Linked DNA regions of Zea mays: region 2 is linked to region 1. A link is a contact called in public Hi-C data. All regions are on one chromosome and are shown on one strand. The core of a region is the stretch at or near the end of the contact, and the rest is flanking DNA. Distances in the headings are between cores, read along the strand shown.

The links. Hi-C and Micro-C count contacts between places; a contact is called where the count stands out from the background.
Region 2: a contact with region 1 is called in a Hi-C map of leaf, with 3 times the contacts expected there. The contact joins the promoter of LOC100275303 here to the enhancer-like site in region 1. A contact is called at or near these places in 5 of 25 Hi-C or Micro-C datasets (ear, endosperm, leaf and 1 more).

Annotation. Positions count from the first base shown.
Region 1 is chr1:66,604,419-66,611,666 of Zm-B73-REFERENCE-NAM-5.0, forward strand. No RefSeq gene overlaps it. Among protein-coding and RNA genes, the nearest start is that of LOC103635822, 31 kb to the left of the region's middle. Within about 2 kb of position 4,078, at least 19 of the 20 cell types and tissues checked have an H3K27ac peak or open chromatin away from gene starts, as enhancers often do. A contact at or near this core is called in ear, endosperm, leaf and 1 more, where this site is marked.
Region 2 is chr1:66,702,266-66,709,513 of Zm-B73-REFERENCE-NAM-5.0, forward strand. It overlaps LOC100275303 (zinc finger CCCH domain-containing protein 15 homolog), which reads right to left and starts at 2,858. Exons shown (of 2, transcript NM_001331166.1): 1 at 2,694-2,858. The coding sequence starts at 2,813.

The sequences.
Region 1 (7,248 bases), core at 2,828-5,327:
AACCCACGCGCGGCGCGATCGTCGCTCGTACGGTGGACGGGCAGCCACGCTCCGCCCCAGCGGCAAGAGGCAGCGCCGGAGGTGGCACCAGAGCCACCCAGGCCGGGGAGCCAGACACGCGGCAGTTGACGGCGCCACAGACGGCCGGCCCCGCGCACCCAGAGTTCACCTCCTCCGCAAGGCCGGCGAACGCCCTTCTCCCCCGAATGCTGGAGGAAGAAGCGGACTGCCAGCCCACGCGGAAGGCAAAGCTCCCACTCGGCTCGCCCTCCTCCCCAGCACGGATGATGAACATCCTTGAAGCTGAGGGCAGGAGGGAGGCCGCAGCCCGGCTTGCTTCTCCCCAACACAAGGCTGGTAGTCATCCTTCTGGATGACCACCGACGGGGGACTGCAGCCGGGCTGCGTGATGAAAATCCTTGAAGCCGAATGATGGTGGAAGGATGACAACCCCCAGGGGGTTACACCCCTCCAACAGCAGCAAGAAGGAGACAAGACCGGTGACACCACCACGAGCGCGCGCTCTTCGATGGTGAAGTCGCCGGAAGGGACGACCTTGACGCGGATCCCTCCAGGGAACACCGGCGCACCCCATCTAGAGGCCCAGAAGGCAAAAGGGCGCGATGGTCGCAAGAGGAGCAAGGCATGAATACTGCCCGGGAGATCGACCCCTTTTTAAAAGAAGACCCCCCCCCCCCCCACTCGCGCCCCTGAAGCGTCACAGGTGGAGTCTCCCCCGACGTGCACCAAGGATCCCACCTTATGACACGGGGGCCAGGCCCCACATGTTGTATGGACTAACCCGAAAGAAGGAGCGTGCAACTGCCCTGCGGTTACGCACCCCTTCATTTTTGGGGTAACCAGCGGTCAGGAAGGCGAACCGCCGTGCAAGGGGCATGCAACCGCCCCATGGTTAAAGTGCCCCTTCATCTTCGCCGTATCCAGCGGTCAAAAAGGGCGAACCGTCGCATAAGAAGCGTACAACCGTCCCGCAGCTGTGCGCCCCCTCAGCTCCACTGCAACTGGCGGTCCAAGTCGGGGGCCCAGGCCCACATGTCATACAACCGGCGCGCCGGTTACCGTGTGCGAAAGGACCGCACCGCCGCTTGCACCAATGCCACGTCTTCTCGGGGCCGTCACGGGAGTCCGAAAAGGTAAAATTTTCAGAACCAGTGCAACGACTCGAGGTAGCCCCGCGCATGGCCCAACAGTGCCATTAAGTACGATGGTCACGGGTCAGTCAGCCGTGGGAATAGGCGCAGCAGTTGGCAAGGCCATAGGCGAGCCGGCAGTAATTGTCGCAACAGGCGCGCGGGAGCAGCGGTCCAACCACCAACCAGACTCTGGTCCCACCTGCAGGCTCGCATCCTCCCCTGAGGCGGGCCCGGGGGCCACTGTCGGTACCCTAAATCAGGGGTACCCTCTTCTATAGCATGAAGACGCCGCACCCATGCGACGACTCCTAGCCACACGGGGGATGGCGCCTGACCCCACCACATGGGCAAGACAAAGGGCGTCACATGGCAAGGAGAGACAACATATCCCAGTAAGTCCGAACCACCACAAAAGGACACCGAACCCCTATACATATAAGTCTGGAGCCTCCGGATAGGTCCGAACCCCAGCAGGATCCCAGAACAAGGAGGACCCTGGTATGAGCAGGGGTCTGGTGCTGACACGTGTCCGGGCCTTGCTCTCCACTTCCCACTCAGGCGGAGGCCCGCTGCTTGTGGCCCATGACATAAGCTATCGGGCCGAGCCTGACGTAAAGTTGTGCAGCCCCTGCATTTATTGAGGAAAGGACGCGCCGCCTGCCACTACACTGACGGGCGACGTGCCCTTTCATCATTTATTGCGTCCCATCCCATCCGCTGGCAGGCGGAGTCAAGGTCATCCAGCAGGCGGCGTGCCTGCTGGGTCTGTTGGCAAACAGTGCGCCCGTACCGAGCGACGCGTTATACTCGTCTTCTCTTCTACAAGAAGCTTCCCCTGCACGCCGAGGATACGGAGACTTGGGCGCCAGGGCACAAGAAGATTGTCTCGGCAACAGACATTAGTAGGCTTCAAGCACTATATTCTTTATGTCCCTGGGCCCACATGTCGGGGCCCAGTCCCTTTGTGCATACCCCCCTTCAGCTATAAAAGGGGAGGCATGCGACGTTACAGACAGGCTCTCAGTCCTATCTTTAGGCAACTTCACACACAACCTCAGACTCGCTAGCTCATACACGCTCTCAAGCAATACATCTCACAGTGGAGTAGGGTATTACGCTCTGGCGGCCCGAACCACTCTAAACCCTTGTGTGTTCTTGTGTTCTTCCCCTTCACTCCAACGATCAAGCGAAACACCTAAGCCCCTCCTCATCTCAGGACTTAGGGCGGGTGCACTCCACCACCCGGCCGGAGATCTACTCTTCGACAGTATTAAATCACTCATAAGAAGACTAAAATGTTCCTTAACATTCTTCCACCATTAGTGCAACTGAAATAAATGAGAGACAAAAGGTGGAATTAATATGTTTTAGTCCCTTTTAGTCATCCCTTGAGAGACTAGAGACTAAATCAGTTTACTTCTTATTTTAGTTTCACTCTTTGGCTAACTAGGGACTAAATGAGACTAAAATGGATGGACTAATCTTTAGTCACTCAAACCAAACGGGACCTTAAACTGATTTGTGCACCAACTCAAACGGAAGGTCCACGCTGATTTGTCTGTGACCTCGTAAAGACTATCTCCAACAACGTTCTCTATTTCTATCCTCTATATATGTTCTTTACAGTCTGCTCTAAAAAATTCCATTCTCTATATCTTCTTCCTCTCCAACAACGTCCTCTAAATTACGTTCTCTATACGCAATACTTATTTTAGAGATATTTTTAATTTTTAATTTTTGTACATACCTATTTTTCATACTCTCAAATGTATTGTACATATTTTAGTTTTGCTAAACCGGTTGTTTAAAGTATTCGAATGGATAGAGCAGATGAGAGAGAAACACTATATATAGTGTCGATTTAACGTGGGCTTGGACCAAATTAATATTCAATAATAGTCAATGCTAATGATCCACTTTAATGCTATGGTGTACTAATAATTTAGCACCATGTTGAAAGTTCAAGGGACAAATAATTCAACTTAAATAGGTGGACCATTGCGCATCTATTGAAAATTGAGAAAAATGAAGCAGTGCCACACGCGCGCGCCCTCCGCCGCCGGCCGGGCGTGGCTTGTGGTAGATCGAACCTTGGTCCGAATATTTCTTTCAAACGGATGCGCATTTACCTGGAGTGATGACCGTCATGATGACCTTCCTCAGTTTCTAGTTCTAATGGCGCGACTGTTACTGTCTGTTGTCCTTCTCCTCTCCTTCTAGTTGCGTATAAGAATTAATCGAGGGTGAGGACGCTCTTCCGGACACACGCGCGATCTCTTACACGTATTGTAAACAGCACGTTCCCGTCCCACCTTCTGCGAGCACAGAGAGAGTGGGAGAGCAGGCCTCCGAAATCGCCGCCCGTGGAGGTACACTTGCACGGGTGTGCGTGCGATCAGGTTTTTTTGGAAGCGTACTCGTGACTGCTTGCTTCATCCGTTCGACCAGAAGCGCTTCGTCTACTTCTGTTGTTCGTCTTCCAGCGACCGTTCGAGGGACTGCATGGCGTATATATTCCTGCATCGACTGTGTACGACTCCATCGAACATACACACGAGATGTCTCGTGTGAATGGAGCCACTGATACCTTGAGCATCGGTCCCTCCGTAGGGGTGCTTTCTGTTGTACTTGTCCATGTTTTATTTATATTTATTACTTATGCGAGTAGTGATACATTCATATACGCACCTATATAACACTGCTCTTCTGAATTTAAATTAAAATTAATAATGTCTAGTTTTCTAATACACAGAGGATCCAGTCGTCGCAAAGAGGAGGGGACGGCAATCTTATCTACAATTTAAAGTACAGTACGCCAGTCTAAATCCAGTCCGCTTGAGGTCGGAACACCTACGCCGCGCGTATCCCGTGACGGGTGAGCCCCACACGGTGCCCAACCCAACGCCGCGCCCACACCATTCACGCGCGCACGCGGTACGAGACACCGCTCGCTGGGTCCCGCGGGCCATGTGGATTTCCAAGCGAGCGCGAACGTCCTGCGTGACGCGCCGCGGGAGCCGGACGCTGACCCTTAAACCGTCCCGATCCGCGCGAGATACTAGTACTAGGATAATAGGAGACCGCATCGCCCGTTTGCAGATGCCGTGGCCGCCGGACCCCCACCGCGTCATTTGGAAGAAAATGCCGTGGGCACGACCAGCTGGCGCCGCCTTGGAGACATGGAATCCCGCACGTGGAGTTCAAACCCCCGCAACTACCCATGCCGATCCAACTTAAGGCTGAATTTAATTCAAGCGATTTTAACTAGTATTAGACTATCTCTAGTATATCCCCAATATCATACATTATTTTAAAAAAATTCTCTACAAACAGTGGTATTATCTATAGTTTCGTGTCCCCGATTTTCCACACTATATTGGAGACATTCTTAGTCTATTCTCGGTTATAATTTCCAATACCGCCACATCAACTTTCAACAACCGCAGAGTTCCGTCCCCATAAAACCCTATCACCTCCCATAAAACTCTCAATGGGAGTTGCGTGGATCATCAATGAGAGTGCAATTCTCAACGGGAGTTTCATACTCATTAAATATGGTGACACATCACCATGCTTGGTGACATGACAGTGCAATTATAAGGAGAGATATAGAGAGAGTTTCACTAAGTATACAAACTACCTAAAATATCCCTATTTAGTCCTTAAACTTGGGGACCTCTCGCACACTTCCAAATTTCCAATAGCCTATTTTGCGCGTCAATCACACTGTAAAATCATTTGTCCGGCATCAAATTTGCACTATGTACAAGAAATGCACTTTGAATTGTATGAGTTGCGAAAAAGATGGATTCATCATCCTCATCTGACAAGTCTGAAGATGACCCATCCAAAAATTTAGAGAAAAATGACCAACCACGATTCACAACAGAATGAAAAATATCAATAAAGAGAAGAACGATTATTATTAAACGTTATCATACAAATAAAACCTAATTTGAAGTTACAGGTAATAACTAGAAAAATCGAGTTATCCTAATTTAAAAATATTTAATAACCTAGGAACTGGGAACTGTTGGAGACTATGGTTGATTTTGTTTCCAATATGTGTTTAGCGACATGCTAAATCTGAGTTTAGAAAGTCTTTTTTTACGAACTAGTGGAGATGCTCTTAGTCGCACTAGAGCAAGTATAATGATGTAATCAGACTCTAAGGCATCTCATGTCAAATTTATGGTGACATGGAATGAAGATAAAATGGAGAGAGAAAGTGTGTTGTTCACTAATAGCCAGCTGAAAGTGAGACTCCAATATAGCTTGCTATGAGTTATATTATTAACCTTGCTCAGCTATTGATCACATTATGGACTCCGCTATCGACCATCATTAGCTCTTATCTACTGTAGCGCTCTAATATATAGCATTTACCATCAGGCTGCAACAACTTCGATGCTCCATCAGTTTTTCTTTTTAGATTGGGAAAATATAATTCGATCATGTAATTAAGTAAAAATTACATAATCAAACAAAGTAAATAAAATAAAAATGACATAGTTCATAAAAAATGATAAATACTAGTCCCCTCGTTGTCGTCATTCTCCACCTCTTCTTTCCCATCTAGTTTTAATTGCTTGATCAATTTTTTTACAGTCAACCTGTGGGTCTTATTTTATGACATCGTCTATAACGGCGGTGGACTAATCCAGCAACTTGGTGAAATGCTCATACAATTTTGATCAGACTTGACATCTCATTGGCTTTGTAGAGCTTGTTCATCATGCTATTCTCCATAACAAGGGACTCGCTCGTACTTGTTGCTAGCCTCTTCCCTTTGCATTGAGCTCTTGCCCTATCACAATCAATAGGGCATGTTGGTCCGATGTTTTCCAACAATGCAAAGCTATAATCACCTTCCATGTTGAGACATGATCGTTTGATCATATAGCTGCTGTCGTCCACCCTGTCACACACACCACTTAGGCTAATGGCGAAGAGCACATCATGTGTGCTCCAGCTTGAAGTCTGTTTCATCAGACCTGTTGTGGAAGCTCTCGTTTCTCACTTTCAATAGCATAACATCATCTAATCTGCTCGGTTAGAACGTATACAATCGGTTCTATATGTTGTTGAAGAGGCTGATCTTGCGATTTCTCGTGGACCACCAATTCTTCAGCTGCTTAGGGGTACGATGGGGAGGAGGTTCGACTATGAAGTTGTACTTAGACACTATTTGGCCCCAAATGGTCGAGCCCTTTCTGCAGTTGCCCTCAATAGGATCAACAAAGTACAATAGCCACACATGGACATATAAATTTATAAACTCAAAATTTGTTCTCAATTTAAAAAGTGGGTACAACTTATAAAAATATATATATATATATATTTACTAATCTTCTGTCCTCCGTCTTAGTCTAGTCCCGTTGCCGTTAGAAATATGACACACTAGAGTACTTAGATTGGTTGGAGGCTGCATCGCTATGACCGGGCCCAAGGAGGTCACAAACTTGTGTAGGAGTGCTAGATTGGCTCAGCTGAGACTGAAGAAGGACAACTCCCGTCTGAAAAATGAAGAACAAGTGAATGAGAAAGAAATGGACCTGGAGTAGTCTAACCAAGATGAAGTGGTCACAGCCGGTGAGCTAGCTATACAGGAGCAAGAAACATGCATGGAACCATGCATGATTGATGTTGATGCCCTTATCTTGTACTTTCCATCGTCGTATTATTACCGGTTTACCATTATCCTAATACGTAGTTGTTGCCTTGATAGGATAAGGGCATTTACAGTGGTGTTTAATGTGGGGGCTCTTAAGGTGTTTTAGGGGGTTATTTGCAAAAAAATCTTAGAGCCATCTCTCCGTGAAGAGACGCCTCTGGCTCGTAAACCAAGTAACAACAGACGCATCACTTGCCACTGTACAAATTTGTCGTCTGTTCTATCGATCTGATGCTATACAAATACATTTAATTCTGTATTTATTAATAGACTACGTTTATAGACACTCCATTGTACAATATAGTCTCTTAGTTGTCTCCTGTGCTTGGAAAACCGTTTTGGTGTCTCTCCACTGTACATGCCCTAAGAACTCTAGCCTTTAGCATTTAGATATTGGCCTATGTGAGCCTTATGACCTTT
Region 2 (7,248 bases), core at 1,608-4,107, 97 kb after region 1:
AGGTGCTCTGTTTCATCCTTAATGCATTTGACTTATTTAAAGTCCCTTCTCTCTCTCACGAACCCTAGCTATTATACATATGTCATTCTCTCCTTCCTTCATACTCAAATGTTGATAAAGATCCTCATACGTCCTACCCTTTACCACATTTACAAGTTGTTTTGCGGTCTCCTTTGCTACCTTATACTTCTCTATGTTGTCCACACACTTGTCATGGTACAAATGTATATAAGCATTCTTTCTTCTCCTTAGTAGCACTTTGAACTTCCTCGTTACACCACCAAATACCTTTAGCTTTGCCTCCACTCCCTTTAGTTGCTCCACACGCCTTTGAGGCTACCTTCTGAATGCAAGTTGCCATCTTCCCACATGTGTCTGTGTCATCTTCTTCCTTCCAAGTGTCCTCTTTGATGGCCATTTCCTTAAGACTTCTAAGGTCTCTCCTTTCAGGTTGCCATCTTCTCACATGTGTATGTGTCATCTTCTTCCTTCCAAGTGTCCTCTTTGATGGCCCTTTCCTTAAGACTTCTAAGGTCTCTCCTTTCAGTTTCCACCACTTTGTTTTCGTAATTTTGGCTTATTTATCCCTACGGACACACCTGAAAAGCCACCATAAGTTTATGTTGAGAGACAACACACTACCCAGGTATCACCTTGCCATGCAATCCAAGCATGCTCGTTTATCTTCTTTTCTTGTGAAGACAAAGTCAATCTAACTAGAGTGTTTGCCCTACAGATCACTAAATGATATTCACTCTTCCTAAAGAAAGTGTTGGCTATCAACCTATCAAAAACTACCACAAAGTCCAAGACTTCCTCTCCCTCCTAATTCCTACTACCATACCCAAAACCTCCATGAACCGCCTTGAAACCTGCATTTGTTGTACCTACATGCCCATTGAGATCTCCTATGAAAAGCTTCTCGCTAATAGGTATAGCTCTAATCATGTTATCTAAGTCTTCACAAAAAGGCCCTTAGCACTTTCATCTTGGCCTACTTAGGGGGCATACGTGCTAATTACGTTCAAGACTAAATCATCCACGACAAGCTTCACTAAGATAATCTTTCTCCTTGTCTTCTCACATCCACCACACACTAGGCTCTTATCAATCAAAACTCTTACTACATTTCTATTTGCAGCCGTCCCTATGTATCAAAGCTTGAAGCCAGTATTGTTCACCTCCTTCGCCTTTTGACCCTTTCATTTAGTCTCTTGAATGCATAAGATATTTTACACGCCTCCTAGTCGATGTCTCAACTAACTCTCTTAACTTACCTGTAAATGATGCTACATTCCAACTACCTAAATGGATCTCAGTTAGTCCGACTAGCTTCCTTACCCTTCGCACCTGTTGGTGATGTAAAGACCCTTGCACATTTTTACTACACTCGGGCGCCGATGTAGCGACGTAGCACACAACTAAGGAAGCAGCGACTCGATCCTTATATAACATCGTGCCCAAATCACAACACGACGCGTCACCAAAGGGATGTTGAATCAACCCTTGCCCATTTAACACCATGCTCGGGTTCTGATATGGAGCGTCACTAAGAGAGTTACATAGAGACATGTCATGGCTCAAGCAGTGAACTGCCAGATGACAACATAACCTCAGGGTATGACAATAACAAAATTCTCCCTACACTTAGCATGGACATCAATAGCCAGAGCCAGAAAAGACCATAAGGACTGTGTACAGGAATATACAGTGTTTGAAAAATGTATGCTTCCAGTATAGATTGAAATATAGTGCACAAATTTGGCAAGCCTATTTGGTACTTGAGCAATAAGAATGGTGGTAATTGGAAGCCTGCGTCCATGCAGCCGGGCTCACGCGAGCATGGCCCAGCACATACGCCGCTTTCACGCGTATCCCCAGGTGCAGGTTAAAGACTTCCGCAAATACATAATCTGCACCGATGCATGCGTGCTCAACCATCTCCATGCGGGCAACTGGATACATTTAGAGGCCCAGTCAACGCATGTAGTGAGCCAGGCTACCACGGGACGCACAACCAAACAGAAACAGGCAAACACACGCAATGTGAATTGTGAAGATGAAGATAAGAATGAAACAATAATAGCTCCTCATTCTTGGTAAGGTTACAATAAAACAGTAACACTGCCTCCCTTAAAGATGACCACACAGTTTAGAATATCAATATATAATCAAAACAAGAATGAATAAATTAAACAGAAACTGTAATTATTCAATAACTGAAAAAACAACCAGCTTAAACTGGGATGGCTATTTAGACACTTGTGTTCGTTTGTTACGAATATGATATATGTTTCCCGTTTCAATTAACAGTTCCCCATCTATCTGTATTTGTATGCATATCTGGTAAGAAACAGAAGTACGAACTATTCTGTGTATCACAAGATTTCACGATTATTTAGGCAACCTAAACGGATAAATGAAATGGAATGTATTCTCGTGCTTCTATAACGATGAATTGTCAGAGTAAATCCGCTGGCGTCGTAAACGTGTCGCATATTTGCCACGCGAATGAAGCTTAATCCAGCAAATCAAAATCACATCTACTTGTTCAGCTTAGTAAACGGGAAATCCCTAGAGATACAAATCTAATCCAGCTACTGGCCCGACGGACAGGAAACTAGATCGAACCCTAAATTGATGGTAAAAGAAGTAGGCGAAGCTTTATTGGGGGTAAGGGAGGAAGGAAAGACCTTGCGCTGCTTCCAGGAGAGGAATTGTGCTGCAGATATTGGCTGCGCCCTTGCCGTGGTTGCGGGCTCGCCGGTGGCGGGCAGCGGCGGGGGAGTACCCTCTGCTTCCTCCGCTCCCATCGCGAGAATATGCGAATCTCTGGGGAAAGGGAAAACGGCTGGATTACCGAGAAAAAAAAACTACGAAACGGATCAGGCCCTAATCAAACCGGAAAGCCCTGTTGTTGAGGGCGCCTTTGTTGAGTTCCTACCAAAACGTATTTTGGGCTTACGAGGCACCTTTTGGGAGAGGCCCGCTACCTAATTCTTTGAACTCTGCTCATTGATTCTTTGATGAAGTGATTCTATTCCTAAGAGAAAGCACGGTTAGAAGGTGATGAGAATTCCATCATAATACGGAGCTTGGTGAAGCACATTTTTTAGCTCCCAGCATGAATGAAGAAATAATTCTCGTATGATCCCTACTTAATACGGACTTTTGGCAGAGCTCCGCTACATAATTATCTAGCTTCGAGTGTTGATTCTTTAATATAATAATTTTGAATAATTCTCTAGCAGAAGTGAATCCATCTGATAAAATTTGTTTGGCAAATAATTTGTAAAGTGAGTGGGGAGCAAGTTATGAGTGACGAGAAGCTAGTTTTTTTACTCTCACTTTCTAGTACAAAAGGAGACTGCATTCACTCTGCCTCCGATAGTAGTTCCGTTTTTTGTCGTTTGGCTGTGCGGAACTCGAAAGTGATTTGATTTTCGCTGAAAGTGGAGCTATGTGAGCTCCGCCAAACGTCCTCTTAGAGCTTTTTTGGTTAGGGATAGATTGAAGGTAATTGGAGATATTTAATCCTCGCCTCAGATTCGAATGGAACCGAACAAGGTTTAGCTGTTTGGCTTGGGAACAAGGTTTAGTTGTTTGGCTTGGGAACTTTGCCAAATGGCCCATGAGCCTCCATACTCACATGAACGTTTTAAATCTAATATAGTGGTGAACATTTTAATAAAGTCAGTATTTTTTCGTCTCTGGTAGAATCCCTACTACTACGAAGAACGCAAGAGGTAGGCTGCCACCTTTGGTTCTGTCTCCCATGAATGTACACCGTTATTGCCCACGCCATCCTGTCGCCCCCCTCCCCCGATATTGCGTCGTCCCTCCCCACGCGCGGTGTAACTGACCTCGCTCCAATCGCTCGCCTACGACCATCGTGCCACACCTCTCCACCATCGACGACGACCCTCACCATGTGCGGTCACCTTCCTCACACGCATCTCCCGCCCGTGCCACCACTCCTACTGTAGGAAACGGTGACGTCTAAAAGGTGGTGAATTAGAACTTCTAAAAACTATTCTCTAAACTAGGCCACAATTAAATCCATAGAGTAAAACATATGCAAATTAACAATTTAGAATGTGCAAACTAGGTTTTTTTGTAAGTATCGCTATCTAGTCTAAGTTTTAATCCTAAATATTTGTCGGCGTTTTGGACCCGCGAGGACCCTCAACCGACTAGTGAATTTGTCGTTGCGTGCCCCTGCCCAGATGGGTTGATGCAAGATGAAACACAAGAGGGCGGATGAGGCTTATATTATCTTGCACCGGGGTGCTCGTAGTAGGGGTTACAAGCGTCGCGAGAGAGAGAGAGGGTCTGGCCCTGAGGTGAGCTGTCTGAGTTAGCCTCCTCCGCGTTTCTCCCACTCTGTCTGCCTCTGCTCGCCTTGCTCCTGCTCCCACCTCCCTTCAGGAAGGCCCTGGATATCCCCTTTTATAGATACAAGGAGATGGTCCAGATGTACAATGGGGGTGTAGCTATGCGCTAACGTGGCCGGTGGAGAAGTGCTTGAGCCCTGTGTACGTGCTAACGTGGCCGTCGGAGAAGTGCTCCACCCTGTAGAAGCGCAACTGGCGGTGCGGCATGGATCCTGCTGACGTTTCCTTGCTTCCGTAGGGAGCTGAGAACCATCGACGTCATGGACGCATGCGGGGAACCATCATTACCTGCTATCGGAGTAGTTTGATGTGACTTTGGTCTTGTTCCTTCGTAGCAAGGAGTGGCTAGCTAGCAGTAGGGTAATGATGTATCCCCTGTAGTGTAGTTGATTCCGAGGCCAAGGTTGGGCGAGGTGGTGACTTCTCCCGAGGCTGAGGTCGGGCGAGGATGTGACTCCTCCTGAGGCCGAGACTGAGGTCGGGCGAGACGGGGACCTTCCCCCGAGGCCGAGGCTGAGGCCGAGGCCTGGGGTCGGGCGAGGCGGAGACCTTCCCCGAGGCCGAGGCTGGGGCCAAGGCCTGGGGCCGGGCGAGGCGGAGCTCCCTGTTGCGCCCGAGGCTGAACTCGGGGGAGGTCGTGACTCACTTTTACCCTGGTGGTTGGCACAGTAGTCGGAACGGGGTGAATAGCGTTGTTTTCCTGTCAGAACGATCAGTAAAGGGGCAAAGTGACTGCGGTCACTTCGACCTTGCCGACTGAGCCGTGTGTGTCAGGATAAGGTGTCAGGCGATCCCCGCATTAAATGTGCATGCAATACGGTCGGTTGGTAAGGCGATTTGGCCGAGATCGCTGTACGATAAAGCTTGCCCGAGATGGGCTTCGGGCGAGCCGAGGGTGCGCCCACTGCCTGAGGATGCCCTCGGGCGAGGCGTGAATCCGTCTGGGACTACTGTTCTTGCCCGAGGCTGGGCTCGGATGAGATCGCGTCCCTTGGTATACGAGGCCTTGACTTGAACCGTGCCTATCAGTCTTTACGGTTTGTTCTGAAGATGTTTTCTAGCCATGTTAAGGAGTATTGGGGGTACCCCTAATTACGGTACCCGACAGTAGCCCCCGAGGCCTTGGAGGAGTGATTTGACTCCTCTGAGGTCTTAATTCTTTCTGTGATGCCTCGGTCGGCCTTGTTGTTCCCTCATGCGGCCTGGCCGTGGCCCGGGTGCACGGTCAGGCTCTGAGTTTTTAAGTTGGTTTGTTGACGTGGTCAACAGTTTGGCCGTAGCCTGGTGCGAGAGCAGCCCCCGAGCCTCTGCACGGAGCGAGAGGACGATCAAGGACCGTCTCGACTTTTATTGTACGCCCCTTCGTCGCCTTTCCGCAAGGAGGAACGGGGGAAAGCGCTATGTTACCCTCGGGGGGCACCGAACACGGTGTTTCCAGTGAGTTGCTAACGGGTGATCTGAGTGGACGCCCGAGCCCCGTTTGATAAGGGTCGGCTAGTGGCCCGGAGGCGCGCTCCAAAAGTACCTGCAGGTGATTTGCTGGACCCGGACCCATTTGATAGGGTCTGAGGGCTCGGTGCCTCTCTCCGGTGGGATTCCATTACAAATCGTTCCCGCTGGTCTCGTAAATGTCCTAGGGTACCTCGGAGCGTAGCCCGAGCCTCGACCATGTAACGGACGTACCCAGGGTCATCCTTGACTCTGCATGCTCTGGGGCTGCTGTCGAACCCTTTCGAGGGGCCAGCCTTCGATCCCCTGATCAGTAAAGGGCTCGGAGCCCAAGTGCTCTGGGGCGGTTGCTGACCCCGCAGGGCGCGACCTTCGAACCCCTGATCAGTAGGAGGGCTCAGGGCCCGTTTCCTTCGCTGAGAAGGAACCTTTTCGAAATATCCCCTTTCCCGATCCCTGTGACAAGAGAGAGAGAGAGAGGAAAAGGAAAAGGATATGAATTTAAATAATGTGGCGCACCTTTTTTGACGCGGTCATCATGACGGAGGTGAAACGGCGCCCGCTTCGCCTGCCAGAGGTGTCGCTTGCCCTGCCAAGGAGTTAATGCGACGGGACGGGCGATTCGCGGGGCATCTGTTGCGTGTGCGCGAGTCGTTCGAGGAACAGAAAAAACTGTTTCACCTTCGAGTTTGAATTTCACGACGGGTTCGAGCGAAGTTTTGGGTGGATCTCGCCCGGGCCTTCATATACCCGGAAGAGGGGCCGGCGGTGGTTCTTTACCCTGCCATTTGCGCTTGCCTTCTGCTTTGGTTTCCGCAACCTAAGAGAATAACCAGAGAAGAGAAAACCGCGCACCTCATCCCCTCCGCCTCCACCACCTCCGTTCGGCGATGGCTGACAAGGTGACCGTCGTTCCGCCGCGCGACCCGTGGCCTTTCTCCACCGTTACTGTGGAGGATCTGGAGGCCCTTGTTACCGATGGTTTGCTCCGTCCTCTCTCCGGCGGGCCACAGTTGGAGTGGATGGCCCCCGAGAGCGAGGCCGACCCGACTCTGCCGCCGGGGTATGTGGTCAGTTTCATCCCCTTCCATGAGCGGGGGTTTGGAGTGCCAGCGAGCTGCTTCATGCGGGCGCTCCTGCACTACTACGGGGTGGAGCTGCATAACTTCAACCCCAACTCCATTGCGCAAGCGGCCATCTTCACGGCGGTTTGCGAGGGTTTTTTGGGGACTGACCCTCACTGGGACCTGTGGATCCATCTCTTCTCCGTGGAGTTCTTCGCCGCGTCGACGGACGTGAAGAAGGTCCGTATGGTGGTGCGAGCCGGTGGCTGCACCCTCCAGCTGAGGTCGGGGCGCGCGCAGCACTACATCCCTGCCTCCCTTGTGTCTTCGAACAAGGGGTG